2 separate regions of the Columba livia genome follow, and region 2 is linked to region 1. The links are chromatin contacts, called in public Hi-C maps. All regions are on one chromosome and are shown on one strand. The core of a region is the stretch at or near the end of the contact, and the rest is flanking DNA. Distances in the headings are between cores, read along the strand shown. Region 1 holds the start of RNLS (renalase, FAD dependent amine oxidase). Region 2 holds the start of PTEN (phosphatase and tensin homolog).

What was found. Hi-C and Micro-C count contacts between places; a contact is called where the count stands out from the background.
Region 2: a contact with region 1 is called in a Hi-C map of liver, with 5 times the contacts expected there. The contact joins the promoter of PTEN here to the promoter of RNLS in region 1. A contact is called at or near these places in 2 of 2 Hi-C or Micro-C datasets (crop and liver).

What each region holds. Positions count from the first base shown.
Region 1 is chr6:36,352,873-36,358,200 of bColLiv1.pat.W.v2, reverse strand. RNLS (renalase, FAD dependent amine oxidase) reads right to left here and starts at 3,505. Exons shown (of 5, transcript XM_065068119.1): 1 at 3,225-3,505; 2 at 1,389-1,531; 3 at 69-230. The coding sequence starts at 3,490.
Region 2 is chr6:36,536,826-36,541,946 of bColLiv1.pat.W.v2, reverse strand. It overlaps PTEN (phosphatase and tensin homolog), which reads left to right and starts at 2,774. Exons shown (of 9, transcript XM_065068157.1): 1 at 2,774-3,004. The coding sequence starts at 2,926. ATAD1 (ATPase family AAA domain containing 1) reads right to left here and starts at 3,079. Exons shown (of 11, transcript XM_065068154.1): 1 at 3,003-3,079.

The sequences.
Region 1 (5,328 bases), core at 2,256-4,755:
TGAGTGTTTCTTTGCTGTGCTATTGCCATTTTACGCTAGATACCTGCAGTTTTGAGGTAGTAACTTACTGTTTAGAAGGTCACCCTGCAGCTGAAGAATTTGTGGAACAGGCATTGTGAGAATAACTATATCAAACTGTTCTGGTGGACCCATTTTCCTGGAGACTTCCCATTTCCCATCTCTGAGAGAGATGCAAGTTACATGCTGCTCATAGACGACATCTGCACCTGCTTGGAAAAAGGAGAAGTTGAATACCTGTAGCACTGAATTCCAGACAGAAAATGCACAGTAGTCTCCCTGAGTAACAGCAAAGCATACAGTCTTAGGGCAAAGTTTCACAAGTTGGGTTGAATCAATTTAACAGCCAGCATATGATATTAAAAGAGGAGATCCTCATCTTCTGAAAAGATCTCCCTGCTCCCCTGCGCTAAGGCTGGTATTCATCTGACTCCTCTCTGGTGTGATTCAGCTCTGTAAACAGATGGAAAACTACCAGCTGCTCTCTTCATCAGGTTAGTTTACTGCAGCTTTACTGAGCTCAATCAATTCAGAGTGAAATCAGGAGTGCAGGAGGTGGCACAGGGTAAGCAATCAAAGTGCACCCCCCAGCAGCCGAAAGAGAACATGTTGCCCCTGTTAGCATCTCTCATATATCAGAAGACAAGAACACAGTCAATTATTTGCAAGATTATAGTCTAAAAAAAACAGCTAATTAAAAAAAGACAAAAACAATCACATGAAAGCAGCAAAGCCCGACTGCTCACAAAGCTAACATGTTTCAAAACAGAGTTAAATTAGTCCCCAAACTGTACAAGTGGTTCTGCCACATTACTCGCAATGCAGTAGTTACACAGTTCAAGCCAGCAGATGATCTTTTCCTTCAATCTTTTCTAAAGGCCTTGCAACACAGTAGGCTCACATACTACAGAAGCACTCATTTCTACAGAACAAAGGATGTAGCTCACCACTGTGTTCTCAGCATAGTTAAATATGCACTCATGAAAAAACACCCAAACGCTCACTTGATTCAAGTCACAGCTCAAATCCCTGCTCAACCACGATCTCACTCCACCTAAACTATCTCTGTCCTAATGGTGCTAGGTCCAACTTTCATATGCTAAAGCCAACAGTGTAAATATAAGCTTGGCCACTGAGCCTACAGCCCTTATATTTGTACATTTTTACACACCAGCAACTGAGGTCAGTAAAGCGCTTGCAGGGCTTGGAAATCTATAGAGCTTGCAGGCATGTTTATCAATCTAAGCAACTTCAAGTCATACATAAACAAACAAGGAACTTGAACGTTCTCATTGAAGATTTAAATTTGAAAGACAGTTCAAAAACACAATCATTATAACCTTTCATTTCCTACGAAGGCATATAATTACCTGACTGTTTTAAATAATACTTGACAACCGAGGAGATGCCCTGGGGTGCCATATAATTGCAGGAGCCTTCTTTCACTACCATTCCTTCAACAGGCGCAGTAAGTGGTTCCAAGACACCATGAGACAGAAGCTCCTCATAGAAGCTTAAAGGGAGCAAAAGACAAAGGGATGAAAATACAGCACATAAAAACCAACAGCAGTTGTCATTATTTTTCACAGTTTAAGTTAAGACCAGCCTAACTTTTAAATTTAGAAAACAGTTTTTAATGACCTCATTCAACCCTCATTTCAAGGTTATGCTTGAACAGGAACCACAGCTCTAAAAAGACAAACTACCTTGCTATTTTATTAGGGGCTGGCCCTTTGTGTGATACCAAGGCTCCCTACCATGCCTGTAAAAGACACTGTTGGTGGTTTGACCTGAAGGTTTCAGGACTGTGACGGGGCAGGCACGACAGCTACTTTAAGCTCAGAATATCAGCCCAGAATCACTGCTGTGATTCTGGCTGCAGGTGCTTGAAACACACCTGCCTTTTCTGGGGTTTCCACACAAATGCCACACTTTTGCACCACTGTTACACCACCGCCCCCTTCCCCAGGCTGCAGCAAACTGACCTGTGCACCCTGCAAGGCCCAGCAGGCCCTGCCAGCACCATCCTGCCGTCCCCTCAGCCAGGCAGCTGCTCTTGGGGACACTGACATCATGTTCCTGCTAAAACAAGGCACCTCCCGCTTGTTCACAGAATCCCAAGATGTGAGGGGTTGGAAGGGCCCTGGAAAGCTCACCCAGTGCAATCCCCCCATGGAGCAGGAACACCCAGATGAGGTTACACAGGAAGGTGTCCAGGCGGGTTGGAATGTCTGCACAGAAAGAGACTCCACAACCCCCCTGGGCAGCCTGGGCCAGGCTCTGCCACCCTCACCAGGAACAAGTTTCTTCTCAAATTTAAGTAGAACCTTTTGTGTTCCAGTTTGAACCCATTGCCCCTTGTCCTATCACTGGTTGTCACTGAGAAGAGCCTGGCTCCATCCTCCTGACACTCCCCCTTTATATATCTGTAAACATGAATGAGTCCCCCCCCAGTCTCCTCTTGTCCAGCTCCAGAGCCCCAGCTCCCTCAGCCTTTCCTCACACGGGAGATGCTCCACTCCCTTCAGCATCTTGGTGGCTGCACTGGACTCTCTCCAGCAGTTCCCTGTCCTGCTGGAGCTGAGGGGCCACAACTGGACACAATATTCCAGTTTTCTTTCATATCTACCTGCCCTGTCACCCGCACGACATTCAGGTGCCTCTGAGGTGTGCCAGGTGACCTCTGAAGGTCCCTTCCAGACCAAACCACCTACGACTCTCTGAGAAATGAAGCAGCGGGACGGCACTCACACACAGGTCTGCACCACGGAGGCGCGACACCCGCGGGCAGCGCGGAGTGGAGCAGAACGCGCCGTTCCGCCGCCGAGCGGGCGTTCCCCCCCTCTGTCCCACCTTTATCGCAGGCGGCAGGGCGGGGCGGGAGGCGGACCGGAGCGGGGAGCGCGGAGCCCACCCGCAGCACCGGGACCGGCGGGGCTGAGGGGGCGGGGCCAAGAAGGGGCGGGGTGGAAGGGGCGGGGCTTACCTGCGGCGCGGCTCCGCGCGTTCGGTGTCGAGGGTGACGTACTGCGCGCCCAGGTCGGCGGTGCAGGCGGCGTCCCGCGCGCTGCGACTCGTGCTCATGCGGCCCCCTGCGCAACGAGCCGGTCAGAGACCGCCACGCCACGCGACACGCCACGCCACGCCACGCGACACGCCACGCCACGCCACGCCACGCTCCCCACCGCCCGCCACGCCGGACCCACCTGCGCCGCGCGCCTTGTCCCAGACGGTGACGCTGCCCAGCGCCGCCCCCCGCAGCAGCGCCGCGCACGCGCCGCCCGTCAGCCCCGCGCCCACCACCAGCACTCGCGCCATGGCCCTGCCCCGCCCCGCTCTGCTCGGGGGCGGGACTCCCTGAGCCGGTCACGCCCCGCGGAGGGCACGTTCGCCCCGCCCATGGGCGGTGCCGAGGGGCGGGGAAGCGGGCTGCCACGCCCACAGGCGCGCGCGCGGGCGTGTGCACGCACATGCACAGGCGCGGTCACGCACAGCGCCCGCGCAGCGCGTCCGTGTGCACACAGTCCCAGAATGTCAGGGGTTGGAAGGGACCTCGGAAACCCATCCAGTGCAAACACACGTGCGCGTGTGTGCACACACACGTACACGTGCAGTCACACACCGCCCTCATGCTCACGTGCACACACACCCCCTGCACACGTGCACCCCTGTGCGCACATCCATGCACACGCACATGCAGTCACACACCTCCCTGCACACACATGCACACACACACCCCCTGCACACTCGCACCCCTGTGCGCGCATCCATGCACACATGCAGTCACACACCTCCCTGCACACACACATGCACACACCCCCCCTGCACACTCGCACCCCTGTGCGCACATCCATGCACACGCACATGCAGTCACACACCTCCCTGCACACACACATGCACGCACACCCCCTGCACACTCGCACCCCTGTGCGTGCATCCATGCACACACACATGCAGTCACACACCTCCCTGCACACACACATGCACGCACACCCCCTGCACACTCGCACCCCTGTGCGTGCATCCATGCACACGCACATGCAGTCACACACCTCCCTGCACACACACATGCACACACACCCCCTGCACACTCGCACTCCTGTGCACACATTCATGCACATGCACATGCAGTCACACACCTCCCTGCACACACACGTACACACACACACACCCCCTGCACACTCGCACCCCTTTGTGTGCATCATGCACACACACATGCAGTCACACACCTCCCTGCACACACACATGCACACACACCCCCTGCACACTCGCACTCCTGTGCGCACATTCATGCACATGCACATGCAGTCACACACCTCCCTGCACACACATGCACACACACCCCCTGCACACTCGCACTCCTGTGCACACATCCATGCACACATGCAGTCACACACCTCCCTGCACACATATGCACACACACACCCCCTGCACACTTGCACCCCTGTGCGTACATCCATGCACACGCACATGCAGTCACACACCTCCCTGCACACACACATGCACACACACCCCCTGCACACTCGCACCCCTGTGCGCACATCCATGCACACATGCAGTCACACACCTCCCTGCACACACACATGCACACACACACACCCTGCACACTCGCACCCCTGTGCGCACATCCATGCACACGCACATGCAGTCACACTCCTCCCTGCACACACACATGCACACACACACACCCTGCACACTTGCACCCCTGTGCGCACATCCATGCACACGCACATGCAGTCACACACCTCCCTGCACACACATGCACACACACACCCCTGCACACTTGCACCCCTGTGCGCACATCCATGCACACACATATGCAGTCACACGCCTCCCTGCACACACACATGCGCGCACACACCCCCCTTGCACACTTGCACCCCTGTGCGTGCATCCGTGCACACACACATGCGCACACACACCCCCCCTGCACACGCCACACCTCTACATGCAGCTCTTGTGCACAAACCCATGCACGCACACACACACACACATGCAAGTGTATAGACACACATAGGCACACACTCTTGCACACACATGCGGTCACACACCTCCCTGCATGCACACCCGTGCATACACACACCCCAACTTTTCTCTATTTTGTTTATTTTTCCTGCTTTTCTCTCCTTTTTCTTTCTTAAATCTTCATCACCCGTATTATTTGCAAAGTACAGGAAACACAGGCGAGGAGACGGCAGTTCCAGATGTGTTGTTCAGACTGATACTGCAGTGACCTGTTCCCTGAGACAGGCTGGGTCCTGTGTAGCCTTTCCCATGTGGTTGGCTCTGAAGTGCCTGCACATGGGGGTC
Region 2 (5,121 bases), core at 1,525-4,024, 180 kb before region 1:
TTTGGGGAGCTCAGCATATAGTCAGATGGTGGCCAAGAGGGACGTTTCTGCCAGTAAGAAAAGTTAAAAAGGGTAAATGTTGTGGAGCAGGAGCTATTTAAGGGCAATTCTGGCCCAAGAATAAATGCCTAGAAACCAGTCACAAATATATTTAGCATGAAAATCGGAAGAAGGTTCTGGCAACCGCTTTCCTAATAGTGGCAAAAGATCTTAAGATGAAACTTGAGACATTGATGAAAGGAATTATATAATATAGCGTTTGCAAAGGCTGGAGGGTGCAGCAACCCGGGAAATCCCTCCACCTTATTATGCTCCCATTTATTTTGAACGCTTAAAGGCAAAGCGTAGCATTTCACCCTCCCTTGCCTCCTGCTCCAGCCAGACTCCAGCACCCCTCTGAAAAGCTGTTTGAAGATGGAACGAGACGCTGAATTTATCTTGCACTTTTGAATTCCTTTTTGCTGTTCCTCAGAGAGGAAAAGGTTTGTAAAGTATTGCCTCATTTATGCATGCAAAAACTGGTATTTAATATCTCTTCTCAGGCACACGGAGTACTACGTTTTATCCAGTTTTTCCTACTTGCCAGACTTGCTTATTAACCACTTCCCCATAGCATCCAGCTAATATGCAAGCCCTTTTTTTCTCCAAGTTGCCCTGCTCAAACGTATTTGTTGGCCATTCCCTGGGTAATGCGATTACTAAGGAAACCACGGAGAGATTTCCCAGTCTTGGCTGGGGTCTGGCAGCTCTAAGTCTCTTTGGCAAGGTGTCTTTCCCTACCAGCCTCCAAAACATTGGAGGTGGATGTATGAATTAAACCCGAGATCTGTTCTTTAGGGAGATACCTGCCTGGTTTACATCCGCTGTTTTTCATGGAGAGACGGAAAAAGGGGTGCGTGAGTTCTCCTCTTCCCATCGGGCTGGTCATTTCCATGGTGTCTCTTTTCTAGTTGTATAGGAAGTGGTTTCGTTTTCCTTTCATTTCTGTTCCCTCTGGCATTTTGGAATTGTCCTTTATAAAACAAACTACTGCCTTCTTGATCCCTTCGAAGGTGTTTTATCTTTGACCTCCATGGGATATCCTCACGTTACTCACTGTCCAACAAGAAAACGAAGACAGTATTTTTGAGGAAGGCCAATTTATGAATTTGTCTAGTATCCCTGTTTCTTCAAATGTAAGACCTAGCAAGCCGATCCCTTCGCAGACAGGGGAGATGGTGATTTCCAGCAGATTCCATTCCTGATGCTTTACACAAGTCAGACACGGCGATGTAGAGACAGCGCTTTTCCCTGCCAGGATAACTGTGATCCATGAGGGAAGGAGTGGGACACAAAGCCCCACAAAATAAACCGTTTCACAACAAGTATGAGGCTTTGGTACTTATTTTAAAAACGTTCTTTAAGCTGCAGTGGTTGTTAGCTGCTATCCTTATCTATAGGCGTCCCGAGTAAAGCTATAGCTAAATGCAAAGCTAAATGTATCCACGAGGTGTTGCGTCTACATGTCCCAACCCCCGCTCGGCCTCGGGCGCCCCGGGGCAGCAGGCGCCCGCCCCCGCTCGCTGCCCCGGGCCGGGCGGCTGCAGGGGGCGGTAGGTGCTCACGGACGGCGGCGGGAGGGCGGGCAGCGGCTCCCAGCCGGCCCAGCCCGCTCGGACTCACTGGGAACCCAGCGCGGCGGCGGGGAGGCGGGACGGACGAGTCGCCCCGCGGCCATGGGGTGACACCCCTCACGGCGCTCGGGGGCCACACCGGGTCCGTTACCCGCACCTCCGCTCGCCCTGGGCGCGGCCTTTGCCGCAGCGACCCGCGCTCCGGGGCGCACCCGGACCGCTCGGGGGCCGCAGCAGCGCCAAGCGCAGCACCCGGGCCCGCTGTCCCTCCGCTCCCCTCAGGGCCGGGCCCGGTGGCGGCGGCGGGGGGCGGGGCCCGGCCCGGCCACTTCCGCCCGTGGGGGAGGGGCCGCCGCGAGCGCAGCGGGCCGCCCACGTGACCCGTCGCAGCACCGCCACTCGCGCGGCGGCGTCTCTCGCTCTCTCTCTCTCCGTGCCTCCCGTATCCCTCCGCCCGCCGCCTCCTTCTTCCCCGCCGCGGGACGGGGGTTGGGTGCGGCGCGGCGAGAGGCGGGCGGGACGGCGGGTTGGAGCGAGGGAGGCGGCGGGGCGGGGCGGCGAGGTGGCGCGGGGCGGTGGCTCGCCGGTTCGCGGGGGACTACTTTGTCTATGCGGCGGAGGTGGCGGAGGGGGCGGGGCGGAGCTGCGTCCCCTCTCGGAAGCTGCAGCCATGATGGGAGTCTAGCGCTGGCGCGGCGCTGCTGGGCGCGGAGCAGGCCGGGGGTGATGAGCCAGGCCGCGCCGCCGGCCCGCACGCCCTGAGGAGCCGCCGCCGCCGCCGCTGTTGCTGCCACCCCGCCGCGGAGCGCCCGCCCGCCCGCCCGGCGGCGCGGCCCCACCGCGCGGCTCCGGGCCCGCCGCCGCTACCGCCGCCGCCGCCCCGGGCGGGGAGCGGAGCGGGGCGGAGCGGGGCCGGGCCGGGGGGGCGCCCCGCGCCGCTGTCACCATTGCTGGGGCCCGGAGCGCCGGAGAGCTGCTCTCTCCGCCTCCGCCTCGCTCGCCTCAAAGACGGCGGCGGCGGCGGCACCCTCAGGGACTCGGCCCGGCTCCGGACCCTCCCTGCTCGGCCGCCGCCGCCGCTGCTCCCGCCCCGCTCGGCGCAGCGGCGGCAGGAGGAGGAGGAGGGGGCAGCCGCCGCCGCCGGGAGCCGCCGCCGCGGGGGGAGGCGGGCCCGCCCGGGGCTGAGCCGCCGGCGCTGCAGGCCCCGCGCCCGGGGCCGCCCGGTGGCCGCTGGCCCGCCGCCGCCTCCCGGCCCCGCGCCCCGCCGCCCGCCCCCAGCGCGCTGTCCCGGAGCGGCCCCCGGCTGCCAGACATGACCGCCATCATCAAAGAGATCGTCAGCAGGAACAAAAGGCGATACCAGGAGGATGGCTTCGACCTGGACCTGACCTGTATCCTCCCGACGGGGACGGGGCCCGGCACCGGGCGCTGCACGTACAGCGATTGCATCAGACCTGCGCGGCGGTTACCTAACGCCGCCGCTCCGCCGGGAGCCCGCCGGGGCTCGCCCGGGCCGCCGCGCCCTCCCCCGCCGCCTCGGCCTCCTTTTGTCCGGGCGGCCGCCGAGCCGGGGCCCGGCAGCCGGGGCGGATTAACGGGAGCTCCGCGATGGCCAAGGATTAACGTTAGCGCTCCGTGGCCCGCCTGCTGCCACCCCCGTGTCGTGGAGCTGCTGTCCCCCCCCGGCCCGGGAGCCCCTGCTTGCTCCGGAGCACCGCGGGTCTGCCACTTATCTCTGCCTGTGTTGATTTTTGGGCTCATAGCAAATATGCCTGTCCTGCCGTGACTCACGTCCAGAGCACTTTCTATTTTTTTGTTTTAATTTTCGATTTAGTAACGGCTTGAATTGCAAGTATAACCGTGGCAGGCCTATTGCTTTAGTCTGCGCGGCAGGAGAGGCGAAGCCCGTGTCCTCTGCCCTGATTTCCATCCATTCAGCACAGCAGAGCTTGTGCTCGGTTGCAGTACAATGCAGCAACGCTCTTGATGACAAGAAGCGGCAGTTGCTTCTACCAATTTATTTTTTTTTAAAAAAGACAACTCTTTTTTCCTAACACGATGTGTGAACCACGTTTTGACATAATCTCAGATACAGTAAACACGAGGATGTGTTACAAATGAGAGCATGTTGGGTGTCGTCGAGGAGGATTGTCAGGAGTGTAATTCTGGAGTGTGTAATTAGCGTGCAGTTACAACAGTAGAGGAGCATTGCTAGCGTATAGTTTTGGTCACCTTTCAGACAGATGTGCTGTAGTGGCAGCGGGCAGATGTTTAGTTTTGAATCCCTTGCAGAGTTAATGGTATGTAGCGGCTGTCCCACGGGCATGGTCTTCTCTGTGGTGGAGAAAAATCGTTGGGTTTGAGAGATTTTGGAGCAAGAGCTTAGCTTAAAAATCAGAACTGTCCTAGGAAAAATTAGTATTGACGGTAGTATTCAAAGCTTGACTTATCCCTATGGAGAGAGTGCTTTCTGTTCTGCAACACGGTCAGGGTGAAATTCATTGTTCTTTGGAGCAATCATGCTCCTGGCATAGCAAATGTTACAGATAAATCCAGGATCAAACCCGGTAACCATCTGTAACTAGTGCAGAGCTCGTGCTGTTGCATTAAGCCTTGGCCTAAAACTTTGGTGGCTTTAAAGCAGCCTGAAAGGTTCTTGACTTCAGCAAGCGGCTGCTAAGCTTTTCGTTAAAAAGCAGTGGCTCTGGTATGTAATTCCTGCATTCTATTTCTGGTACTGATAAAATATAATATTAGGCTTGTGTACTTACTTGTTTGCACTTAGTTGTTTGGTTGACCTACGAGTAGGGCAATTGTAACACCGACTTAGGCCAGCGCAGCACGTACCGCTGACCTGCCGACAGAAGCTGGAGTTAAAGTTTTGGATCCTCCGAGTGCCAGGAACTTCAGGGTTATGAAAAGAGTGAAATGGTGACAAAATGATGAGGTTTTGGAAGCTGAAGAGTCTGGTGTTTCATGGATCTTTGCCCAGATGTGCCATTGGTGGGGAGAGATTTTCCGACTCAAACAGATCTTTTTAACCAGTCATCTGCTCCCAGCAAGAAAATTGGTCAATGTTGAGTCTGGATTTCTCGCTTAAGGTTGCTAATGGTATGTCAAACGGAATTTATTGCTTATTTTTCACTTGTTTTGTCTTGCTAATTCTATTCTTAGCATTTTGCATTAAAAGTAGGCCACTGATCGCTGGGCTTAGACTAATTTTTTAAAAGGAGTGGCTAGCTATAATTTTGTAGTGAAGTTAATGACGTTTATAGAAAAGGTGGCTTTTTCATGATTGCAAAAATACCTTTGGAAGATGTTTTTTGTAGCTGCACATTTTGAACAGATAATGAGTGAAGACTGCTGCCTGTACAGTATAATGGCTTTGCTCGAAGGCTGACATTGCTGCAGAAGCAAAAGTTTAATGTTTATGACTTTGTGCAGGCTTCTTGGAGACGTTCATTTTGCGGGGCTCTGATGGGATTGTTGCTTGTCGTAGCTGGAGAAT